Linked DNA regions of Sus scrofa: region 2 is linked to region 1. Evidence: chromatin contacts called from public promoter capture Hi-C data. All regions are on one chromosome and are shown on one strand. Each heading gives the region's core, a stretch centred on a gene start, on an enhancer-like site or on the middle of the called end of the contact. The rest is flanking DNA. Distances are from core to core; before and after follow the strand shown.

Region 1 (4,426 bases), core at 1,226-3,725:
TTAAAAGACAATTTCAGGTATGAAAAACCCAAGGTCTAAACCGGATTTGTTGCAGAGGAAAGAAGAATCAAAGGGATAAATTTGAAGCACACTATAAAGAATCAACACTGCATTATACCTGCTTAGCTTAGAGACAAAGGACAGAAGAAAAGTAGGTACCAAAGAAACAGCCAACTACCTTCTGTAAGAATAGTGAAAGATACACATGAGGTAGTTCTGAACAAATTTATGGAGTTTCCTGTGCCTCCATTTCCTCACCTGTAAAGTGAGATTAATTATACTATCTACCTCATCAGGACTATTAAACATCAAACACCATTTACACACTCAGGTTAAGAGAACCTACATCTGTGGGTCCCCTGAGGGGGCAATAACAATGAACACTAACATATATATGGCAACACAATTCTAATTGCTTTATAGATAGCTGTTCATTTAATCCTCAAAACAAATCTAAAGTACCGTTATTGAGATTACTTTATAGAGGAAGAAACTGAGCCACAGAGATAATCTGCCCAAGGTCCAAAACCAGTTAAGAGACAGAGCTAGGATTCAGACTCTGACAACCTGACTCTTAAGTAATTGCTCTTAACCATCATGCTACACTGCCTCTCAGGAGAAAGACTACTTTCTCTCTCTTCTCTCTCTCTCTCTCTCTCTCTCTCTCTCTCTCTCTCTCTCTCTCTGTGTATGTGTATGTGTGTGCATGTGTAAAAGAGAGGAGTGGCAAGAGAAAGAAACACATAATTTATATTTTTATTCAGAAATATAGACACATTGATGTCACTTTGCAAACAATTCATAAGCCAGTAGAAATGGAGAAAGGAAGGAAACGTACAGGACAAGTAGGAGAGGAAACTTTACAGGATGAAACAGATGTAATCACTTCCATGCCGTGAAAATAGTACCATTTTCCCCATTAATTCTGACAAGAAATGTGTGCATGTGTATAATGATAAGAATAGTGAATCGGAGAATTAGGCTAGGATTTTTAACAACCAACGTCTGAAAAAGCTGAAGATCTAGAAATTATGACAGAACTTGCTATATGCCCATAGCCTAATGCATCTGCATAAAAAATCAATGGCATATTTGTTAATAGTCCCCCATTATCAAATATACTGTTATTAGAATTTAAATTCCAGTATAAAAGAAATTCAGTATTTCCCCCCTCCTTTTCTGGTCTCCTACCCTCATCTCTGTTGAAATATTATGTTCCTCCCCCCACAACTGATATGTAAACCTCTTAGAGCTTTTGAAAAGTAGTCTTGGGGAGGAGCATTTACAATGAAGTCTTTTTCAGCCCCAGCTAAATAAGCCAACTCAGTAATAGTGAAAGAATATAAACTACCTCCAGTTTCCTGCGAACACAGCCCACACCTAGTGCATTTCACCTGAAAGGACTTAAAGGAAAGGCACTACATAATCATATATAACTATTATCATAATCATTATTACTTGATTTCAGATTTCATACTCCATGTACAAATAAATATAGCATAGCGTCAGGCCAAACTTAATAAAATCCTCAGGAAGCCATATGTTCAGAACATGTTGCTCTCAACCCTTCAAGCCCATTCTTCTGCTTGGTCACGGCAAGGGAAAACCAGATATTTCAACCCTCTCCCCTTACCAAATCAAAACAAAAGTGGCAAACAGGTTTTGTCCCACTCTCACGTCCCCCACAGGTTATCACCAATCCTTACTGCAAACGCTTTCGGATTATTTTCCTCATGTATTCAAGACACCCCAACTCGCTTCCACCGGACAGTTCCAACGACCGGTCCCCACTGTGGCACCCCACCCCCAAGCTGGGCATAACTGTCCACAAGGCCCTAGCATGAGAGCCTCAAGGCCCCTATCCCAGTCCAGGTGAGGCCCCACTCCCAACCGCTTGGCAAACCCCTAATCCAGACACTGCCCCAAACCCCCTCCCCAAAGCCCCCAGGCCATCCGGGCGCCCGCATCCCAGCACTCCCAGCGGATTGCCAAGGTTGAGAAACGCAGATGGGCATGCGGGGAGTGGTGTGGGTGGGCAGGCGGGCTCCTTGGCGTGTGCCAGGCTGTTGGCTCAGAGCACGTAGGCGCGCCGCGTGTCCACGTCTGTGCGCGTGGCCGTGGAAGCGTGTGCGTGGCTGCACCAAGCCCCCACCCGACCCGGTCCAGCCGTCTCCTCCAGGGTGGCGGGGAGAAAGAGATAGCCACTGGGCTGGGAGCCCCTCACCTCCCTCGGCGCGACCGACCGCTGCTCCGCCCGGCTCTGGCTCCTTCGGCGCGGCCACTCATCGGCCTCCCGCGCCCGCTCCGAATATATACCCTCATCCGGGGGGCCGGGGCGGCGGGGCGGGCCGGGAGCAGGGGCCAGGGGGAGCGCCGGCCCCGGCCACCCCGCCCCTCTGTCGCCGCGACGAGTGGCTGCCCGCACGGGGAGGAGCCGAAGTCACCCGCCCCGACACGTCAGCGCCCAGAACGCAAGCACTAGGCCCGCGCCGAGAGGGGCGCCGGGGCGGGGCGAGGAGAGGCGGGACCTCTCGCGTCACTCATTCTCCGGTCCAATAGGGATAGCTCAGGGGTCCAGTCTGCAGGCCGCCCCGTTCCCGCCCTCCCCTCCCTACCCCGCGAGCTCCCTCCTGGTCCCGGAGGGGTGTCTTTTGCGTCGGCTGGGAGGGGCGACGCCGGAGCCCCACTTAGGTATCGTGAGCGGGTCCTAAGAGCCCTGACGTCACGGTGTGGTACCGCGAGGTGACGTCCCTCGGCCTCTTGGCACCGCGGCTCAGGACGTCCCACCTTTCCAGAAACGGACCGCGAAGTGGGGTGGAGAGCTGTGTCATCGGGTGGCGGATTTCCGATCGCCCACACCGAAAGTTGCGAAAGAGGGGCGGCGGACATCCCAGCGCAGAACCCGGAGGGTGGACCGGGCCTGCCCTCTGACCTTGGGCTAGCTATTGACTTGGCCAGATAGGCGGGGCCCCATCGTCTTTCTGTTTTATGGTGTTTCAGGTCTTAAGCACGTGAGGCACAAAATAAACAACAGAGGAAATGCAAGCAAATGTATTAGGTAACCTGATGAAATGAAAACCGAGTCTGTGAGACTGAAGCCAGGTGTAAGCTTTGCAGGACTGTGAACTTAACCTCCTTGGGCATCAGCATTTGATACGAAAATGGTGGTTGGACTGCTTGACCTCCAAGGCCATTGCAGTGCCACTGTTTATAATTGCCTGTATACATATTACCTTGTGTGGAAGTGCGCATGCAGATTATGTGCTCGGCCCTGTACCTTTAAAAGCTGTGTTTATGTTAAAAGTTACATAGCACTTGGCACAGTTTTTGCAATATGTCCAATATGTTGAAATACCAAAAACATCTAGATTTAACAAAATACCTAAAAAGAATTTCAGGCATTTTAGGTGCCTGTCTTCTTTCTTCTTTAGCGCAAGGGCCTTTTAATTTTTTTCAGCAATTTCAAAATCATGCACTGCACTAAGTTAACAGAAAAATTTACACTGGCTAAGTAATGATTGTAGATACACATTCGGAAGGTTGAATACTCTATCTTACATGATCTCAGAATGTCATCTATTTGTTTGAAAAATTTATAGTATAGTGGTTATAAGCATGGGATCTTAAGACAGAACTGCAGCTTCTTTATTGCTTGGTATCTTTGGTAAGTTAACTCTTAGGCATCAGTTTTCTTATCTGTAAAACACAGATAGTAATAAAAATGGTCCCTTTGGGTTGTTATGAGGATTAAACCAATGAATATAAGAAAAGAATGTAGAACAGAGTAAATACTAAATAAATTTTAATTATTTTATGTGAGTTCTTATGCTGTGTCAGGCACTGTTCTAGGTTCTGGATACTTTGATATACTTATCATCATCTGGAAAACCTTTTGTTGTTTGGATCCTTGGTAACATAAAGAACATTTCTCTCAAATCATGTATGATAACTGGGAACAAAATTCCTCCCATTAATGTTGCCAACATCCCATTTAAAGAGACCTAGAAGTGTGCCCACCATAATGTAACTGAATGTATCTTTGTGACCTTTAAGAAAAGAGTTTAAGACAATTGCTTTCTAGAAATATACTGATTCTTACTCTTCCACACTTCTACTCCCTGAGAAAGAAATATATGAAGATTTTAGCATTCCCTTTGTGGCATGGCAGGAATGAATCAGACTAGGAACCGTGAGGTTGCGAGTTCGATCCCTGGCCTCGCTCAGTGGGTTAAAGATCTGGCTTGCCATGTTCTGTGGTGTAGGTCGAAGATGTGGCTCAGATTCTGTGTTGCTGTAGCTGTGGTGTAGGCTGGCAGGTGTAGCTCCAACTCAACGCCTAGCCTGGGAACCTCCATATGCTGTGGGCATGGCTCTAAAAAGCAAAAAAAAAGGAAATAGATGAATATTTAGAAAAATTCAAGCTAGG
Region 2 (4,426 bases), core at 577-3,076, 480 kb after region 1:
TAATTTCTCTTCTTCTTTCTTGCAAAACAGAGCACTGGCAAATCAAACAAGACAAAAGCCAATTTCCCAGCTTATGCATGTCCAAGAAAATTAAATCATGACCGTAATGAAAACTCATAATTTAAATTTAAACACTTGCTTACGAAAGCAACAGGCCCAGACAAAAATTAACCCAAACATCCTATCTTAGACCAACCAGATCTATTCTGAGAGAAGCGAGATAAGATCTTGGCTACAGCCCCACTCTGATCCCAACCATACCCAGAAATTCAGCTCTGCATTCCACTGCAGGGTTTGATGTCTCAGGGAACAGAGGGTGTCCTCCCAGCTCCAGCAAATATGATTGAGGGAAGGTTATTTTTAAAAAGGTAAGATTCACCAATTCACACATCTCCATGAAAAGGAAAAAACTAAAAGATAACCGACCATACTGGGCTCATATCAAACACTAGAAAAGATGTTTCATGAACTGAAGGAAATTGCCACCTGATGGAGTAATCCCTGCCTGAGATGCAAACACCCTGCATCTACAAAGTCATGAAGGAGAAAAAAAAGGAATGAAGAGAAAATTGTCTCCATATCAAAACCAGCAAGACACAACCTACTGGAAGTGCACTATTTACCAATAGCAGGCACACAGTAGGTGCCTGAGTCTTGGGGGGAGGGCATCAAGCAGCATGAAGGAAGAGCAGAAGCACTCTTCCCATGTGATGGGCAGTGGGAGTCCCAGCTGTAATCTCAGAAACCAGAACTCCTCACTCGGGAAGGGCATCACAGGGGGCCCGCCTTATTCACACCTGAAGGTCCAGTACAGAGGCTTCCACCCCGCCCCCGCCCCCCAGGATAGACCTGGGGCTCTGAGCTGAAAATTCCAGTCACCCCTGATAAATTCTCCAGCAGCTGTCCCCTACTAGTTGCTGAAACTTAACTTTATGCCACAAAACTAGCAAATGGGCAGCTTTCACCACACTTCCCCCCTTCAATGCCTGGCACTCGCAAAGGAGTCTTGGCAAATAAGGCATTTAGGAAGTGGTTCTGACACCTGGCCCAGGTTACCTGGAATCTAAAAACAAAAACCACCCTGTATTATTTTCCTCAATCAGGAGGCAGGTATTTCCCCTTTAAAAGACTTTCCTGAAAGCACCTCTCTCACAGGATCCCAATGATTAAATAACATCAGAGCTTCCCTAAACCGATTCTAAAGAACCACGGCCGGGCTGCGCACACCCACTGGTTTTTCCTCCTCAGAAGGAGGGATATGGGAAGTAACTCAATCAGTCCTGGGCGGGTAAGGATGGGGGAGTCTGCAGGTGGGAGAAGGGGTGAAGCAATACCGCTCAAACTTTGCAGTTGCTCTTTAGCAGTTCTGGGCAGAAGCCCAGAGAATTCTATACTGGGAAGGGGCAGTCACCCTCCCTAACAGAAAGGCCCTCAAATCAGCCTAACCCACCAGCTCTGCGCATCCCATTCACTCAGACATGCCCTCTCCGGGCAGTCCCCTCTCCAGGGCCCCCTCACCTTGGCCTCGAAGCAGATGCCGTGTTGGAAGGCGTCCTCGTTGTGCAAGGGGATCCGCAGGTCGTGCCCATCGTCCACAAGGTTGTACTTGGTTTTGCTGGGCATGGTGACCCTCGGTGGACCGGCTCCTCCAGAGGCGGCGGCGGTGGCAGGAAGGGGCTGGTAGGACCCCGGGGAGGGGAGATGGGAGCCGAGCGCGGCGGCTCGTGGATGGGGCGCAAGCGGAGGGTCGCGGGGCGGAGTGCGCCCTGGCCGCGCGGCGACGGTGGAAGCCGGGACTCCGATCAACGCCTAGGGCCGGGCGGCGCGGGTGCGGGCGACGCGAGCGGCGCTGTGGCCGCGCAATTCCTGCCGGCAAGGAGGGTGGCGGGGGCGGCGGCGGGGGCGGGCGTGCGCGGCGCCCCGGCCGGGGGAGGGGAGCGGTGGGCGCGCGGCCCGCGGTGGGACTGGGCGCGGCGCCGGCCTGGGAGCAGTGGCGCGGGCAGCCCGGGACGAGGAAGAAAAGGCGACGGCGGTGGCGGCGGCGGCGGAGCAGGGTGCCTGTCACGGAGACGCCGGATCAGCCGCCGGCGAGCGGCTCCTCCTGCGGGGCGGGCCCGGGCCGGCTCCTCCCGCGGGGCGCCCAGGCCCCGCCTGTCGCCGGGTCCGCCCCCGCGCTGCCCGCGGAGCAGGTGAAAGTCCCTGGGAGCGCCGCGCCCAGTCCTGGTTGTGTCCTGCGGCCCGACCCCGAGAACTTCGCCCTGGCCCTAGCCAGCCGGGGTCTCAGGAACACGGGCACAGTCTTGTTTTTGTTTTTTACAGTTTGATTCTGAGCCAGACTACTAATAGTTAGCAGTAGTGGCGCCTTTGGGTTGGAGGTTTGTTTTTGTTTGGGGAGGGGGGAGGGGCTGTGTTTGTTGTTTTGTTTTTGCGTTCTACCTGGAAGGCCCAAGTCCTGGCCCAAATACATTTAGATTATTAATTCTGAGAGTTCCCGTTCTCTGGAGAATGAAGACTGTAACCAAATGGGGGACTATTGCAGGTGTTTTGTGTTCTTTTGAGTAGTGATTTGTGAGTTGTGTATTGGGAGGGTTGGGGGATGCCTTTGGGGATAGTTTTAATAGTTAAAAGCCATAAGCCCTGTGGAAATGGAGTAGGCCAAAAGGGGTACTAGAGAAGGAAGAATCTACACCTTTTTATTTTCTTAGACAGCCTATACCTGGGTATGGACAAAATGAACTTACAAGGTTTTGGGGTGTTTTTTTGTTCGTTTGTTTTTGGTCTTTTTGGGGCCACACCCTCAGCATCTGGAGGTACCCAGGCTAGGGACTGAATTGGAGCTGTAGCCTACCTCACAGCCCTAGCAATGGCAGATCCGAGTGCATCTGTGACCTACACCACAGCTCATGGCAACACCTGATCCTTAACCCCCTGAGCGAGGCCAGGGATTGAATCTGCGTCCTCATGGATGCTAGTCAGATTCATTTCCGCTGAGCCATGGGAACTTCATCCAAGATATTTCTAATTTATGTTATTCTTCCTACCTTAGTAAGTGCTTGGATGTGGTTAAGAAGAAGCTCATTCATTTCTCTCTGTTACATCAAGAGTTTTTTGCCATGCAAAAATGTGCAAAGGAAGGGCCCATAGGAGTAATTAGTAACCAATTATTTAGTATCTGTCAAACCCCACAGGTAGAGGTGCATGATAACTATGTTCTACATGGCTTTATATTACCCTAGAGTCATCAAAAGTAACCAAATAAGCTAATGCCAAAGCCAGCCCAACCTGAGATCACTGAGACCAGATGGTCAGCTCCTCTGTTGAATTCATCAACTTAAACCGGCTTTTAATGCCTTGTGAACACGTCCACAAAGGGCAGCTTGAAAATCAAATGACTGCTTATTGTATAGTCAGGGCTTGGAACCACCATAAAACACCACAGTGAAATCATTTGCAGGAATTCCCATCGTGGCTCAGTGGTTAATGAATCTAACTAGGAACCATAAGGTTGCGGGTTCGATCCCTGGCCTAGCTCAGTGGGTCAAGGATCTGGTGTTGCCTGTGAACTGTGGTGTAGGTCGCAGACGCGGCTTGGATCCCGTGTTGCTGTGGCTCTGGTGTAGGCCAGCGGCTACAGCTCCGATTAGACCCCTAGCCTGGGAACCTCTGTGTGCCGCTGGTGGGGCCCTAGAAAAAGACAAAAAAAAAAATTCGCAAAAGCGTGTCTTCCTATACCATTTCAATTTGAAGTATATATAAGAGTACACATTATTGCCATAATCTTATTTCTCATTTTGTCCCATAGTGCTAGAGTACAATTGCCCTTTCCTATGTATTACCTACTCCCTGTCTGCTGAAATTACTGGTCAAGATGTAGCATCTTCTGGGATATCTCCTTGTCTAAAAGCAAGCTGATGACTAAACCAAGTTAATCACATGCATTATGCTGTATAGACTTTATTACATTCATAAATAATAGTAAGAGCCAAAAATAATTTTCTCTGAGGAAATGCACCCCCTAACCTTTTTATAAATACAGGACGTGAAAGTCTAATCAGGCATGTTTGACTCTTTGAATGTCACCATGATTTTAATATGCATCATAATGCATTCTCTAAAACCTGGCACAGGAACTCAACAACTTAAAGGCAAGACCTTAAGTAACTACTTTATTTACATCTCATATTCCCTCCTGAATTTAAAAAGTCTTCCAAAATCCAAATGGCCTTTTTTCTAGATTAACTTGAGTCCCACTGGACTGCTAAATTTACCAGAATTTCATGTCTAACTCTGTAACACATTCCTTGTAGACCAGATGCAAAAAGCTGAAGCCCCAAAGATGCTTCAGGGTCTAGTATACACACTACTACACAGTAGACATCCAATAATCATTAATAGAATTAATAATAATAATAGCTAATATTCATTG

Evidence for each region. Promoter capture Hi-C pulls out the DNA fragments that hold promoters and counts their contacts.
Region 2: a contact with region 1 is called in a promoter capture Hi-C map of liver, with 4 times the contacts expected there. The contact joins the promoter of C4H1orf226 here to the promoter of UAP1 in region 1. A contact is called at or near these places in 1 of 5 promoter capture datasets (liver) and 1 of 2 datasets of contacts at active chromatin or transcription factors (alveolar macrophages).

Annotation. Positions count from the first base shown.
Region 1 is chr4:87,991,557-87,995,982 of Sscrofa11.1, forward strand. UAP1 (UDP-N-acetylhexosamine pyrophosphorylase) reads right to left here and starts at 2,476. Exons shown (of 10, transcript XM_001928643.6): 1 at 2,225-2,476.
Region 2 is chr4:88,469,915-88,474,340 of Sscrofa11.1, forward strand. It overlaps C4H1orf226, which reads right to left and starts at 1,827. Exons shown (of 14, transcript XR_002343372.1): 1 at 1,519-1,827.